2 separate regions of the Mus musculus genome follow, and region 1 is linked to region 2. The links are chromatin contacts, called in public promoter capture Hi-C maps. All regions are on one chromosome and are shown on one strand. Each heading gives the region's core, a stretch centred on a gene start, on an enhancer-like site or on the middle of the called end of the contact. The rest is flanking DNA. Distances are from core to core; before and after follow the strand shown.

Region 1 (4,482 bases), core at 539-3,038, 190 kb after region 2:
TCCGCCAAAACTACCACTCAGGTTATTTCAGAAATCATTTTCTATCCTTATAGGTTTGGTGCACGTGGGTGAGGAATATAGATTGCAGGAGGCATGTGAAACTGAAAACCGTTTAATTTTGAAATAAAGCTATTTATGTAAATGTGATTACATAACTACAGTACAGTAAGAACTATACTGAGAGTTGGAAAATGAGTCATTTCAAATAAGATAAAAATGATACAGACTTTGGTAGCTCATGCCCAACAGGCAGACCTATAAGAAACATTCTAGAACACAAAGTGACCCAAAATGCACAGCCCAAGTCTGTTTTGATCTCAGTTGCTTCCAGAAGACCGATCTGCCCCGGGACAACCTTTGAAATGAGGACCCATGAGAGCTGCGGGGTGGTTCTGCCCCGGTCACAGAATGGTCCTGTTTAACACAGGTGACAGTGTAGTTGTGACAGCAAATGGACAGCTTCACCAAGCCTGTGCACAAACACTCACAAGCCAAGCTGGGGTGATGCAAAGGGAGAAGAGAGTCGTGTGAGTACAGGTCACATATGTAGAAAGGCTCCCTGTGGATGCCCCGACAGAACATCCCAAACCCTGAAGGGAACCCAGGCCAGCCCAGTACACCCTGGAGGACACAAAACTCTGCATTCCTACAAAGGCCCCCTCCAACCCAAGCTGTTTTGGTGACAAGTCACAATTGAGACTAGCAGCATCATTCCTGAAGATGTGGTTAAACAAAACGAACCTTTTGAATAAGAGGCTAGATACCACATTTCTGAAGCCTCCGTGACTTCATCAAGTTAAATGAGGGTTAGGGTGACAGGGAAGTGTCACAGAGCAAGAGTAAGTACTAGGCTAGCCAGACCTTATTTCAACAAACAAACAAACACCACATGGCTGGCTCAAAATAGGTTAAGTCAAAATTTACAAAGTCAACAGAGAAGGTTCCTTATATTTAGAGATGCTTGGGCCAAGTATGGTTTATTGAGTTCCTGACACCAAACTCTCACTTCAGAAGAAGATAGGCTGACATTTGTACACTGAGAGAGAAAGCACTGGAAACCTCAGCAAAGGAAACACGCTGAGGAAAGGGGGATTCTCACAAATTCACTGCCAAGCAAAAGTCATCTGTGAACGCAACCTTGACGACAGTGGACACCTGACCTGGTCACCATTAAACTGCAACATTTCCCATGCTTTTATGGGCTAGTCCTTTATGCCAGGTTTGAAATGTAGACCTGCCAAGTCAAATAATTAGAACAGGCCTAAATCCCAGTTCAAGATGCTGACACAAAGATCACTAGACTGTGGCCTGACAGTCAGGAAGGAGCGAAGCGCTGCTCCAGCACTTGGTTCAGAGCCCCATCTGCAAGCCATAAACCATCTCTTCCTCGAACAAGTCTGAGCTGCATATTATAAACACAACCCTAAACTCTCCAGTCTTTTACTGTGAGTCTGGAAATCTGAAACAAGTACTCCATTATAGAACACCCGAGACACATTCCACAGTTGTTGGTTGGTTGGGTTTTTTGTTTTTTTTTTGTTTTGTTTTGTTTTTTATAAAGTTCGTTGTTCTGAACGTTCATTTACAGTAGCAGCTCCAGTTAAAAAGCAAAGCGTTCCCATAAAAGATAACACACACCCACAGTGGACATTTCTTCCATTTCCTGCACTGCAGCGTCATTTCAAATACCACCAAATAAAAAGATCCTAGTCAAAAATGCAAGCTGCAGCATTCCGCTACGTTGTTGCTTTCAACCACAGCATTCCTAAAATAAGCCTGTGCAGAAATCAGCTCATGCAGAGCACATAACCTAAAGGCAAAGGGAGGAAGCAAAGGGGCCAGATCTCAGATTAGTAAAATGTAGTGATGCCACTTCTTACAGACTCTACCAGTTAAGGTACTAAATGGAGGAGCGATCAAACCGTAATAGCCTATTGGGCTCCATGCCTCCCCTATGCTGCCAGTCGGGCACATCAGTGGGCACAAAGCCATAGTCACTGCTCAGAGTTCAAGAAGATTTCCCAGAGGGAAGGAGGGGCCCAGGCAGAGTAGAAAAGGCAACAGGGAGGGATTGCGACCCTCCATGTCAAGGGTTGCCTACCAATCCCAAGATAGCTCTGCTTTCGTTAGCCTTCAATCTTGTCCTTCTGTGCTTGGAGCAATGGGTTGAGCCAAACTATTCCTCTGGCCCAGATTCTAAAAGTATGCTTTTGACTCCCTGGGGGACAGTGCCAATATTTGGAGGTTTTGTTTTTTTGTTTTTTTAATCCCAACAGGTACAAGGGTGTAACTGACACGTGGCAAGCAGAGGCCATAAATGCTAGAGCAGGCCTCCCACTCATACCAAAGACGTGCCCAGCACAGCAGCTCCAAGGCTAAGAAATCCAACTGGTGCTCCAACTGTGTTAGTCACAACACTGAGACACTTATACTATAAGACAAATTTAATAGCCTCTCTCCAATAAGGAAAAGCTGGAATTTCATGATTTAAAAAAAAATTTACTCAGTTTTTATTTTGTGTGTGTATATGTGTGTGTGTATATATATATATGTATATACATATACATATATATATATATATATATGGCAAGCATGTATATATATATATGCACATATATGTGTGTGCGTGCGTGTATACATACGCACACTACATCCATGCCTGATGTCTGCAAAAGCCAGAAGTAACTCTGGAATCAGATTTACTGACAGCTGTAAGGGGCCATGTATGTGTTAGGAACCAAACCCAAGCCCTCTGCAAGAGCAGCAACTATTCTTCTCCAGGATCCTAATTTCATTTTTAATGTAAGCATGGTTTGTTTATACCAACGGTAAATGTTATTTTTCATCTGGTGAAAGAATTCATCTCTAATTTATTCTTGATGATGGGCCAGTGTGCTTGCCCCTTTTCCTCATTCATATATTAAAGCGCTTACGCTCTATGCGACAGAATGGAGAGGTAAGCTTCTGGGAGGTACTTATGTGTGTGGAGCATGGAGAAGGGACACCAGGGAGCTCACTTCTGGTTTTGTTCCCAAGAAACACACAAGAAGAGCTTACATGAATAAGGTGGGAGTTGTCTCTAAGATGAGAGAGGTCTCCAAATGAAACCTATCTTAGCAGGATTTTGTTCTTAGATTTCTAGCCTCCAAGAATAATGAGCTAGTTACCAGAGAGCTAACAACAAAGCTTAGGAGAACTACATAGCATTTGGGCTTTCTTCGGTCCTTGATTTCCATGACAACAGACATAACCAGCCACAGGCATTACCATGAATAATAAAACATCACTACACCATCAACTGCAAAAACAGTCAATTTCTTAAAAGCAAACCAAAGTAAGTTACATAAAAATGGAATGGCAAAAGTATTTTTTAAATGGGAAAGTTCCTTTTCCATGAGTAAGCTATTGCCTCTTTTCAATACTTGAAACAAAGCCTCACAAGGCTTAATTCCTCTATAGGCTTTGGCCTGAACGGTGGGTGTCCTCTTCCCTCCCTGAACACTGGGCAGTTGAAGTGAACGAACACAGTTTGCTATTTGAATCACAAGGACCAAACATGAAATCCTTACCTTCCAGGACAGGGTTGGACTGCAGAAGCTGTTCCTTGACCTGATTGACTTCTGCTCCTTTTCCGCACACGGCAGCGACATAGGACATGACGAGCTTGCTGGCCTCTGTGGAGGGAAACAGCCATGTTACTCAATTCTAAAGAATCTTTGAATCATATTTGGAGAGAAGATTCACTAGCTGCATTTCCAAACATCTTTATTGTTGGGTAGACACATGTTTTGGAAACTTTTTCAGCTCTGCATTTTAAACTGATATATCATCAATTTAGTTAGAATATGGCTTGCGCTTGAAGCCTATTTCTGAGCTGTTAAAAACAAAAGCTAAGTTACATGGTCAACAAAAAAATCTCAGAAGACTCACATTCAGAGTAATCAAACACATACATCTATGTTCTGTTTGTGATTCAAGCCAAAAATAACTTGGGCATCTATACATCTTTGCCAAATGTATTTCTGAAGTTTAAAAGAACTGTTTTCCTTCAAAATAGTTTCTGAGTCAAATCAGTTTGTTCACAATTAGGTCAGGCTGATTACTCTTCAGCTCCAAAAGTGAGCAACTAATGGGGATTTACAATCTTTCTGGGGCAGTCATTTGTGTACATTTTATAAGTAACCCTGAAAGTCAAGCTGATGAAGAACCCATCACACAGAGCAGAAAATACTTAGCTAACATGGTTTCTTAGGGTTTCTCAAGACCAAGAAGCATCACACATCATCACAAAACCCATAACACTAAATTCCAAGGGATAGCATATCAGCATGTGTTCAAAGAGAAGGTGATTCGAGGCCAATGAATGTGGGTCCCCAGCAAGGGAAACACAGTGAAGCAAGTGTCCCTATCCGAGGGCGTCTTAGAGCTTTTCTTATGCCTCTGCATGTTGCAGAACTCCAAAGGGGCTCTAGAATGCTATAT
Region 2 (4,601 bases), core at 703-3,202:
AGACCCCCCCTTGTCCATACAAAGGGTGATTTTGCTAAGCTCCTTTGGGATGCTGGGGTGCTGTGCTACCCCGCTGTTAGACAGGGTTGCAAAGCAAGACACATAACCTCTCCAGCTGCACAGAGCTAATATTTTACTGGAAATGGATACATATATATATGTATATATATATGCAAACAATAAATATTGTTTAATAAATTTCTAACTGTGATGAGTATTAAGGAGAAAATTAAGTAAGGTGGCAGAGAGAGACTACATGTGGAACCCTGAAAAAAGTGACATTGGAGTCCTGAAGGACCAGGGTTAGAATACAGGAGAAGGACCACTTGATGAATTTCCTAGCCACACAGTTGGTCCAGAACTATGCACTCAACCCACACCAGACCACTCAGAAACTTTTCACTTGAAATAAAAAAGAGAACAGTTTTCAGAGGTCATGGAGAACCTGTAAATGCTGACCCGTTCTGTAAGATGAGAGAATGAAGCTAAAAGAAGTCCCTTTACCCTACTGTTCCTCAGGCTACACCAGCAGACAGAGTGTATGCCCAGCTGTTTAAAACTACTTGCAAGAAGGGCCTGCTCTCTGTAGGTGAGGAACACACAGCGCTGTGGCTAGAGATCACAGCCTTTAGATATTAGCTTCTGAGAGACATACCCTACTTCACACCGAGGTCACGTTCTTCTTAGGAGACCCAATCTAACAACCTTGGCCCATGAGCCCAGCCAAGGTCAGAGTTTTCCGTCTTCACAATCTCAAGGTGCAAGGCTTTACTCCCATAATCCTCCAGTTCTCTCAGTGTCTTGGTGGTTTTTTATTTTTTCATGGCACACCCTAAACCAAAAGAAATATTTACATGTCCTTTTACTAAATATCCCTTTAACTAACTAGCAAAGTTTGGGTAAGTTAGCCATAGGAATTTGCACAATGTTTTGTTTTTGTTTTTGTTTTTTGGGGGTTCTTGTGTGTGTGTGTTTTTCTGAAATTTTTAACATATTCTTCGGTGCCATATGTGTTGTCTTGACCCCTGGACAGTCTGGCAGGTCAGGGCCACAGTCTCCCAGCCCATCCTTTTGCAATGCACTACTCCTTCCCAGAGCCCCACTGGGCTTCCTGCCTTGCTCCTTACTCTATTCCCAGTGTGACTACCCAATTAATCTCTTTCACTCAAGTCTAGCTGGGTGAAAGCAAAAACAAAATATCAGCCTGCGAAATAAAATGCCCTTTTGTGGAATTCGTTTTGAGATTTTTGTTGTTTTCCCTTTGTTTTGTTTTGGGGTTTTTCGTTTTGTTTTGTTGCTTGTTGTTTTTAGAGACAGGGTCTTATTATGTAGTCTTGGCTGGCCTGAACTCAGTATGGAGACCAAGTTGCCCTCAAAGCCACAGAGATCTACCTGCCTCTGCCTCTCAGTTGTTGAGACTAAGGACATGTGCTACTTTTCCAAGTTCAAAATTCCTTTTCTGAATCAAATTTAAAACTTACTTGATTTGTGATTGGATTACTGCTGTGCTTGTAACAGGCTGAAGCACAGAATTGGCTGCGGTCTGTGTTCACAAGAGCTTGAAAAGTGAGCAGAATCTAACGTTCATAACTAACAGAATGGCTTCTAGACTCTTCTGTTAGAAAGCACTGGGACATTCCACGCTCCTTATACTTCCTAACTGAGCCAAGACTCTAACACAGGGTGATAGGTATTCAAGCTGTATGTATACTAGAACTGTTTTGTTGAGGAATAGCTGAAAGATTTTTTTTTTTCCAAGACATGCAATGGTATTAGAATTTACAGGGAATGCAGACTTGCTCTTCCTGAGTTCTGCTGGGATACGCAAAGCATAAGAAATTGAAATTAGGGTGGGATGAACAATCAGCTTCCATTATGTTAAATAGGTGGTCCCTCCAGAGGTCCGGAGTCATGTGATGGATACTCATTCAACTCTCTCTCTCTGATTGTGGAAATAAGATCAACGTGATAATTTACTTTAATCAGCATTCTCAGCTGTCACTCTTTTTATAGTCACAACCTGTCAGACACTTCCTGGAAATCAACTTCTTTGCCAAATTACCGGTTTCACGTGATTAAGTGGCCTCCTCTCTATCTGGTTCTTTGTCATAAGCCTCTGGAACCTCGCAATCTCATTACTAGAGGGGTCTGATCTCACCATCCCCAACCCACAGCCCCTGTCTGTTTTATCTTTGCCTTTCACTTCCAAATCCCAACCTAGGGTCTAGCACCCCTCTTTTAGAGAGCTGTAAAATCTTGCTAATATCAGTCGCTCCTTCACAGTGTCCACCATTGCCATACCCCCTGCTAGACTTCTCCTCCATACATGGTATCATTTCCCTGCTTAAAACCCAACCTAATCCTCCCTCCCTTCGCAGGATCTAGGCTAGTTCACTGCTTTGTAAACCTGTCCAACCTCTGTCTGCCATTCTCCTGCCCACACAGGGTTTCCTAAACACCCCTAAGTCCATTACCACTCAGTTTCTTTCCCTTCTCTGATTCTTCCAAAACCACAGACCTGGATCACTCACTTCTGTCCTCGTCACATACTTCATAAACACATCTCTGTGGGTGTGCATTTGTGTTTATGTGTGCACATATGCACATATGTTGAGGGCAGAGGTTGACTCCAGGTGTCTTCCTCAAATGCTCTCCACATTACTTTTTGAGATAAGGTCTCTAACTAAACCCAGTGTTCACTTACTGATTAGCCTGGCTGGTCAGTGCGCTTTGGGGATCCATCTGTCTTCATTCTCTAAGAGCTGAGGACACAAGGGTGGTCGTCATCCTCATTACTATCCTCCTCCTCTTCCTCCTTTTCCTTCTCCTTCTTTTAAGTGTTCATGTTGGGGACCTGTCTTCATGTTTGTATGGTAAGCACTTTCCTGACTTGGCCCTCTTTCCAGCCCACTAGCCCTCTGTTTTTAATGCTTGCTTCAAATGTAATTTTGCCTCTATAGGTCTCTTCAGACAGAATAGATCATATTACTTTGTGCTTCTGATATTTAAGCTTTTTCTACATGCTAATCACTGGCCTCTAAAACCTTGAATAATTCCTGGAGAACATCAATGTATTCCCCAAACCCATGTCACAGCTTCTAGCACAAAGTGGTTCAGTCACAGTCAGGGAGAGAGTTTGTGTGCAAGACAGGTTGAGCTGCACTTTCATGGATTTAGCCTCAGCCTAGGAAGACAGTCACTTGGGCCAATGGAAGAAAACTTCAAGAAATCTATCTCCAAGGTCACATATAATGAGTATATGCCCAAAATGGTAGAACCAGCAAACCTGTGTATGAGCTCAGAGTTCTTCTCAGACCTGGTTGTGGCTGTAGTGTGTGTGTGTGTGTGTGTGTGTGTGTGTGTGTTTGAATTAGCAGCTGTCAGCACATTGCTGACCATATTGCAAGTGTTCTATTATATTGATCAAATATTTAAGGAATTAAGAAATCATATATAAAACACATATATCATAAGTCAGCATTTTAAGCTGGGTGACAAATCAAAATAATGAAGCTAGCTATATTTAGTCAGTCTCTTCTAGAATCCTCCTAAGACTTCAAAGAGTTCTATCCCTCCAAAAGCATCATAAATTTGCAACAACCTTTCTGACAGAAAATGAGAATGTGTATGGGGTCTGGGGACGGTACTTCTCCACCAAGTCAGTATTACATCATAAACATTTGAGAACAGTCAGTCTCATCAGTAAGATTAATAATGAGGAGAATGGATTTTTTTTTCTTAATATGTAGGAAATCCAGGTGAATCTCATAAGGAGTCATTAGTGGATGAAGCCAAGCCTGAAGCACAACTAGACAAGAAGTTATGTCTGTGCTCTGTGTTCTGTCCCTGGGAATTTTATTGCCATATTTAATGTACATTACAATAAACACTGAGTCTAGGGAGAAAGCCACTTAATGAAAGCAAGCACAACTTAGGACAAAATAATCTCCAAATAGAGAGATTTCAGTCTACTTAACTGGCCAACTAAACGTGAGGAAATGCTCTTGAAGCATTTCCCCTGTTCGTGAGAGGTCTCTCTGCAGCCAGCCAGCCACAAGAACAGGCCACCAGTATCTCAGCTACCCCTTACCTTTCCAGCCCTCCCCTTTATCACCTGGAAGCAACATGCTTCTGTTAATGAAGATAGTCCTCTTTGTAAGCCAGACTGCATTCCCATTAGTGCTAAGTGCTCTTTTAAAGTTAAGAGACACAGAGGAGACAAAACTCCAGGAGGATTCAGCCCTGGTTTTCCCTTCCCTTTAGAGCCTTCCCTGCAAACAGCAGGAGAGAGCTACCAGAACACCATGGCCTCATTTATTTAACTCCTCAGTCATTTCTAACACAACACCCCTTAGGAAGCGTCTCTGGGCTCTAGCTCAGGTGTATCAGCAGATGCCCTGAGACTTCACGCCTGCTGTGACGGAAGAGACACAGAGTCGAGTTAATTAAGTCTATTGTTCAAACAATTTGTTTCTCACCAAGGTTGATTCACATGAAGGTTTTTCAGCGGGATTTTATATCCAGATACCTTTATTGTGCTGTGATAACTCCCTCTTTAGAAATACATTTCGTTTCTGAGATTTTCAGGTCACTGGCAGAAT

Evidence for each region. Capture Hi-C pulls out chosen DNA fragments and counts their contacts.
Region 1: a promoter capture Hi-C map of adipose tissue shows a contact between it and region 2. The contact joins two enhancer-like sites. A contact is called at or near these places in 1 of 484 Hi-C or Micro-C datasets (the HL-1 cell line), 2 of 115 datasets of contacts at active chromatin or transcription factors (both in embryonic stem cells) and 1 of 9 other capture datasets (adipose tissue).

What each region holds. Positions count from the first base shown.
Region 1 is chr1:51,820,528-51,825,009 of GRCm38.p6, forward strand. It overlaps Myo1b (myosin IB), which reads right to left. Exons shown (of 31, transcript NM_001161817.2): 5 at 3,570-3,674. Among named protein-coding and RNA genes, the nearest start is that of Myo1b, 93 kb to the right of the region's middle. Within about 2 kb of position 1,789, at least 36 of the 459 cell types and tissues checked have an H3K27ac peak or open chromatin away from gene starts, as enhancers often do. A contact at or near this core is called in adipose tissue, where this site is marked.
Region 2 is chr1:51,631,964-51,636,564 of GRCm38.p6, forward strand. All of the region lies in intron 2 of Gm31636 (a long non-coding RNA gene), which reads left to right. Among named protein-coding and RNA genes, the nearest start is that of Gm31636, 12 kb to the left of the region's middle. Within about 2 kb of position 1,953, at least 10 of the 459 cell types and tissues checked have an H3K27ac peak or open chromatin away from gene starts, as enhancers often do. A contact at or near this core is called in adipose tissue, where this site is marked.